2 separate regions of the Pan troglodytes genome follow, and region 1 is linked to region 2. Evidence: chromatin contacts called from public HiChIP or PLAC-seq data. All regions are on one chromosome and are shown on one strand. Each heading gives the region's core, a stretch centred on a gene start, on an enhancer-like site or on the middle of the called end of the contact. The rest is flanking DNA. Distances are from core to core; before and after follow the strand shown. Region 1 holds the start of LMF2 (lipase maturation factor 2). Region 2 holds the start of HDAC10 (histone deacetylase 10).

Region 1 (3,443 bases), core at 932-3,431, 260 kb after region 2:
AGGGTGCCCAGTCAGGGGGCTGGGGTGCAGCTAGAGTGGGAGTCCTTTGGGGGTGTTGGAGGGGAGAACCCCTGGGAGGGCAGGGGGCTGGACAAGTGACACGCACAAGTGGCCGTCTTCTTGCGGCTGCCGTGGCCAGGCTCAGCAGCCAGGTGCTGGTCGTCCAGCAGCGCAGTGGTAAGCACCAGCGTCATCAGGTTGAAGAAGTTGTAGTTGCCGGTGATGATAATCAGGACCTGCAGCAGCACCTGGGAGCGGCCCGCTCTCAGTGCTCCCGCAGACTGATGCCTGGCCCCGTGGCAGGCACCCACCTCCACCCTGCAGGATGCATCCCTCTGCTACAAGGCCTTCCCAACAGCGGTTGCCAGTTGTCCCCAGGAACCACGCTGTCCCCAACAGGGCACGCTGAGCAGCGCTGAAGGCCGAGCCCTGTCTGCCTCTCTCTGACAGCTGCGGCCCTCACCCACCTGCGAGTAGAAGGCAGCCAAGCGCAGGCGTCGAATGGGGGCGAAGAACAGGGGCGGCACAGCGATCTCAATTAGGAAGGTGGCCACCACGCTGAGCTTGTGCAGCCAGACCGGCAGGTGGTGTGCGAACCAGGCGGCGGGTGTGGGCAGGCACTGGGTCTCGTAGTGGTAGGTGAGGGCTGCAGGCGAGGGCAGGAGTCAGGGCTGGCCGAGCTCCCAGACTACCCCAGGTCCAGACCGGGCCCCTCACCAGTGAGCCCCCACCATGCGGGGCAGCGGCTGGTCAGCTTGACCACGCCTGAGGCGAACATGAGGCGGAACAGCAGCCATCGCACCAGCCAGAAGGGGAGGTCTTCGTGGGGCAGGGCCCCTGCCTGCCTGCCCTGGGGGTCCTCCTTGCGGTGGGAGGCTGGCCTCAGCGGGGCCACCAGCACGGCCAGGAAGCCAGTCTCTAGCAGCAGGGAGTCCCTATGGGGAGAGCAAATAGCACCAAGAGCCCCTCCCCACACAGCTGCTTCCCTCGGAGAGTCCTCCCAGGAAGGGCAGAGCCCTCCCCCACCCCCTACCCAGCCTCCCACAGCCCCAGGCCCAGCCGTCACTCACCACTGGAAATAAAGGAATACCTGGCCCACCTGCGGAGAGAGGGGCTGTCAGGGAGCGGGTGTGTCTGTGGACTCAGGTAAGGTAGAGGCAGGGGTGGGTGGTGGGGGTTGGGGATAGAGTGAGCTGGTCACAGGTCCCACTTGCCTGGCAGGCCGACAGGTAGGCGGCCCAAAGCAGCAGGTAGATGACGGGGTGGCGCAGTGGGCTCAGCAGCAGGGCTCCCAGGGCCACTAGTGCACCCAGCAGGCTCAGCAGCTCCAGGCCCTGGGCCGTGTCCAGCCCCAGTCTCGGCGCTTCCCACAGCAGCGTCGGGGTCTCCCACAGCTGCTGCCAGCGCCCCTTGCCCTGAGGCCGCAGCGTCCTCCTTGCAGGTAGGATGCCCTCGGGGCCATACAGGCCTGTGGGAGGGCATGTCATGGCCAGGCCCTGGACAGCCCTTGCAGACTAGACTACCTCTGAGTCAGGGCCTGCAGACCCCCCAGCCTAGGTCAGAGCATGCGGATACCTCCATCCCTAGGTCAGAGTCCGCAGTCCCTCCAGAGCCCGTCCCCCAGGTCGGGACCTGTCAAAACCCCGTCCCAGGACTAGAGGCCTGCTCAACTAGCTGAGTCAGGGCCTCCCACCCAGCAGAGCCCACTGCCCTCTTCCAGGTCTCAGCCCGATCTCCTACCTGCCCCACCAGGTCTGGGAGGAAGCCTCTCTCCCACCTCTCTAAGTTCTGTCCCCCACCCCAGGTCAGAGTCCAGAGCCTTACGGGAAATGGATCACCGCACACCTTCCTACCCCCACAGCGGCCTGCAGGACACGAACCGCCGCCCCCTACCCCACGCCAAGGCCTGGCCCTCACTCCCAACCCCGGACTGCGTGAGTGCCGGGCACAGAGAAAAGAGGACACAGGGTCCCGCGCCGAGGCTGGGGGTGTCCCACCCTGGGTGCCTTCACCTGGGATTTGCGTGTAGAGGGAAGCGAAGGCAAACATGAAGACGGCCGCCACGCCCTGGAGGAAGAGCTGCCGCGGGAGCCGGGAGCCCGCCATGTCCGCTACGCGGCCCGCTAGAGCAGGGCCCGCCCTCCGCGTCCGCCCGCCCGCGGCAGCCCCAGGCCCCGCCTCCTCACCGCCCCGCCCGCCCAAACCGTGGCAGCCCCAAGCCCCGCCTCCTCGGCCCGCCCGCCCGCGGCAGCCCCAGGCCCCGCCTCCTCACCGCCCCGCCCGCCCAAACCGTGGCAGCCCCAAGCCCCGCCTCCTCGGCCCGCCCGCCCGCGGCAGCCCCAGGCCCCGCCTCCTCACCGCCCCGCCCGCCCAACCCGTGGCAGCCCCAAGCCCCGCCTCCTCGGCCCGCCCGCCCGCGGCAGCTCCAGGCCCCGCCCCACCCCGCCCCGCCCGACCCACGGCGGCCCCAAAAGCCCTCCCGTCCAAACTGGTGGCAGCCCAAAGCTCCGCCCCCCCCCCCCCCCCCCGCCGGAGGCTTCGACCCCGCCCCGCGACTCTTCCGGTGAGCTCCCGCTGCGCGGCGCGGGGGTTCGCCTCTCTGGCTTTTGCCCACGTTACGTCATAGACATGCGCGCGACGCCGCGCCTACGCATTTTCCTGGGCGGGAACAGCAAAATGGCGCCAGAACTAGTGGCGGGCTGAGGACGCCGTACCCCTTGGAAGGCAGCCCTGCGGTCCCTTTGCCGCCCGTTCCCTCCCGGACATGGAGGACGTGGAGGCGCGCTTCGCCCACCTCTTGCAGCCCATCCGCGACCTCACCAAGAACTGGGAGGTGGACGTGGCGGCCCAACTGGGCGAGTATCTGGAGGAGGTAAGGGCGGCGGGGGAGTGACGCGGGGTGGGCCGGCGGGTGGGGCTGCGGGGCGGGGGCTCCGGGCCCGGGGCTGTGGGCGCCCCACCGCCTCCACGCCTATGGCCATCTGGCGCTCTGGCCGCGCAGGTCCTCGGGCTCCCTGCTTCTTTTCAAACTCCATCTCTGCCTCCCCAAATCATCCCTTGTTGGATTAGCGTGGACCTGTCATTGCAGGTTTCTACCCGTCAGCGAGCCGTGAATGATTGAGTGGGTGGTGACCAGCCGTTTCTCTAACGTAGTGGAATAGACTAGAAAGCATTATTGCTTTTATTGCAGTTATTGCGAGCATGCTTGTGTGTTTGAGAGGTCTGGATCACGATGTCAGAGGAATTTTTTATCTTGGATTTTCAAACCAATTTCAAGCTATTGCCATGCTCTATCCTGTTAGCGATTAGTGTTTCTTCCACGTTTGACAGCCCTGTCTAGACCTCTGTTAAGCTGTCTGCTCCATATTTGCGCTTCATTTTTACTCCTCAGCCCAGCTCAGTCTGGCGTCCACGACACTTAAATGTTTCTTGTCTTGATCAGC
Region 2 (3,170 bases), core at 284-2,783:
ATGTGCAGCTGCTATGGCCACGTTGTTGAACACGCAGAACCCGTTGGCAGCCGCCCTCTGGCTGTGGTGCCCGGGAGGCCTACGGCGTGAGAGTAGGATTTGGGTCACGTCAGGGTCGCCCTGGCCCCTCACAGGGCCACCCACGGAGGAGCAGCCAGGGGAAGGGGCAGCTCTCACCTCACCAGGGCAAGCCCATTTTGCACAGCTCCAGTGAGCACAGCGTCCACCAGCTGCAGTCCAGCCCCTGCGGCCAGCCGCGCGCAGTGAAAGGTACTCTGTGGGCGCAGGGGCGCAGATGAGCCCCCTACCTCCCCTGCTGCCCTTTGCAGGCCGTACCCACACTTGTGCCAGGCTGCAAGACACCAGCTGCTGAGCAGAACAGGCCAGCCCCAGGCTCTGGCAGTGCCAGCAGGCAGGTGTGCAGGGCAATGTCATGTGTATGGACCAGGGGACACTGGCTGGGGTTGGCGGCCGTGGCTGTGAACGCGCAAAGGCACGTGCATGTGTGTCTGCACAGGTGAGTGTGTCCGGGGACACGCACCGGGTGGAAGTAGATGGCGTCGAACTGTCCGGACAGCGCCTGCAGCTCCTCCTTGCCTAGGACCTGGGTCTCCCTGACCAGGGATACATACTCTGGGCTGCATGCAGATGGGCAGGCAGGAGAGGCAGGGTCACCAGCAGGAGCAGGGGGGCGGGAGGCGGGGACCTGGGATTCGTGGTGGGAGTGGCCACCCTGTCACTTCCTCAAGCCTGTGAGCCCACCCGAGGTGCATAGGGAGAGGCTCTGTATTCGAGGCTGGCAGGCTTGGGGTAGGCCCAGGTTCTTAGGTTTCTAGCTGGGCTGCCCGCCCCCCCCATCGTGGGGCCTGCCCCCGTCCTGACCTGTGCACCAGGCCCAGCTCCTCTTCCGAGGCCTCGCGAGCTGACAACCGCAGACACCTCTGTTCCAGGCCGCGCTGCCGCAGGCGATCCAGGGCTGCGGTCAGGCGCTCAGGACGCTCGATCTCGCACTCGGGGCTGGGGCAGATGAGGAGCTCAGTTCAGAGGTCCCTCCCCGCACCCCACCTCGGCCAGGTCCCACTTACTCGTCCCAGAGCAGCCGGGTGGCCGTCATGTCCTCATGGTACACAAGCGCGGTCCCCATGGCTGCGCCGTGGTCACCCTGGGTTCCCAAACGCCCTCGCTAGCGGTGCCTGCCACTGCCCGTCCCCACCTTCGGCCGGGAGCAGCCGGAGGCCTGGGACCTGCCTGGGGCGCAGGCGGGCGGCGGGCACCGGCGTGGGCGGGAGCGCACAGAACCTAGGCAGGCTCCGGGATCCCAGGCGCGCAGAAGGCACGGAGCGAGGCTGCAGTCGAAGGGGGAGGCTCCCCGCGCCTGGCTTCCGGCTTCCTCGCCTCGGACCTGGGTCCCGCCCCGCGCCCTGCTCCCGGTCGCTATGGCGAGCTCCGCCCCGGAGCGAGGAACCAGCGGGCGCGGAAGCCTCGGCGCCCCGAGCCGCCAGCCCTCGGAGCTGCGCTGCGGCTCCGCCTCCCCATTGGCCCCGCCCCGATCCCCTCCAAGAGGGGCGGGGTCCCCCGGCCCTACGCGAGTGGTCGCCGCAGCCCCACCCGAACGCCCGTGGCCGAGCCTGCCCATGAGAGCCCCGTTCTGCACCAGCTGGGTCAGGGTCCAGCGCAGCCCCAAGGCCCACCCGGCCCGGGCGCAGGAAGACCTGGGGTGAAAGGCGAGGGGAGCGAGGGGTCTGCAGGGCAAAGGCCACGAGGCGGGAGGAGCCCGCGGGGAGACAGGTGGCGCTGCGGCCGGCTCAGGGCGGTGGTCGTGGCTGCATCGAGGCGCAGCACCGCCCCCGAGGTTTAAGGAGGGAGTGAGTCCGGTTCTAGCTCCAAGAAGACCCCTGGCCCAAGAGCAGAGTCAAGGTCGGTGGAGGTGGGGACACTGGACCGGGGTTGCGGTAGCATGGTGGGGAACAGAGGAGTGAGGAAGATAGGAGGCACGGGCACAGCCACGGAGCAAGATGCCCGAGAGGAAACCTGAGGCCCCCTGGAGCCCAGGGGACACCCTGCCCCCGCGGGAGTTCACATCCAGCTGGGTCACAGAATTTTGGGGCCCCCAGTCCTCAGGCCACCTATGGGCCCACACTTTGGGCCCAGTGTGGACAGCAGCCATGCCACAAGTCAGCATGGCTCCGGAGCTGATGGTGGTCACGTCCCCCAGGCCCAGATGCCCTGGAGAGGCATGAGGGTCGCTGGGCAGAGAAGGCCCATCTGTCCTGGCAGCTCATCAGGTCCACTTTGGCTGGGCCAGCTGTGGGCATGTCCACCGAGGACACCTGGCCTGCCCTGCCCTGCCCCTCACTGGTCTCTCTGCTGTAACCCCTGCCCTGGGACAGGTTTGGAGGTGCCCATGGCCTGTGTTCCAGCCGCCACCCTTGGAAACACCGAGTGGCCTGCAGAGGGCAGCCTGGGCACGAAGATACCACTGGAGCAGGGTAGTAGGGGCTAGAGGTTTGATCAAGAATAAAACCCAGCCCTCTGTGCTCACCAATCCACCACAGGGGCCAGAGGGGTCTCAACATGTCCAATGTGCCCCGTCCCCCCAGGGACTGGCTGGTGCTCACCACTCCATCACAGGGGCCAGAGGGGCCTCAACGTGCCCAGCGTGCCCCCTCCCCCCAGGGACCTGCTGGCGCTCACCACTCCGCCACAGGGGCCAGAGGAGTCTCAACTTGTCCAATGTGCCCCGTCCCCCCAGGGACTGGCTGGCGCTCACCACTCCATCACAGGGGCCAGAGGGGCCTCAACGTGCCCAGCGTGCCCCCTCCCCCCAGGGACCTGCTGGCATTGGAGGGTGCAGAGAGCTAGGGTAGATCCTAACACTCCTCCTCATCAGGCCCTGCCCCAGGGTCTGGCTTCAGGATCCACACACAGTGGCTTAGAGTCTAAGCCATTAGCAGGTCACCCCGTAAAAGGGGAGGGGCCAAGCCCTAACGTGGGGGTTTGAAGATCACTGGCACAGGCCTGGGGAAGTGGGCACCAGCTTTGTGGCCTGGGAGAGATGGGATGCTCAGGCCCCCCTACTGGCTCTGAGGGTCTGAGCTATCAGGCCAGCCTCCTCTACATGCAGGCCAAGGGCTTGGAGGTCTTAAGGTGGGACCCAGCATGAGGACGCA

The links. HiChIP or PLAC-seq counts read pairs in DNA pulled down with a chosen protein or histone mark.
Region 1: a contact with region 2 is called in an H3K4me3 HiChIP or PLAC-seq map of stem cell-derived excitatory neurons, with 2.2 times the contacts expected there. The contact joins the promoter of LMF2 here to the promoter of HDAC10 in region 2. A contact is called at or near these places in 1 of 7 Hi-C or Micro-C datasets (stem cell-derived neural progenitor cells) and 1 of 1 datasets of contacts at active chromatin or transcription factors (stem cell-derived excitatory neurons).

Annotation. Positions count from the first base shown.
Region 1 is chr23:52,629,726-52,633,168 of NHGRI_mPanTro3-v2.0_pri, forward strand. It overlaps LMF2 (lipase maturation factor 2), which reads right to left and starts at 2,182. Exons shown (of 13, transcript XM_054675784.1): 1 at 2,013-2,182; 2 at 1,215-1,468; 3 at 803-935; 4 at 468-646; 5 at 107-248. The coding sequence starts at 2,106. It overlaps NCAPH2 (non-SMC condensin II complex subunit H2), which reads left to right and starts at 2,441. Exons shown (of 20, transcript XM_009438682.5): 1 at 2,441-2,872. The coding sequence starts at 2,765.
Region 2 is chr23:52,374,725-52,377,894 of NHGRI_mPanTro3-v2.0_pri, forward strand. It overlaps HDAC10 (histone deacetylase 10), which reads right to left and starts at 1,534. Exons shown (of 20, transcript XM_515218.9): 1 at 1,086-1,534; 2 at 883-1,017; 3 at 542-638; 4 at 178-275; 5 at 1-79. The coding sequence starts at 1,144.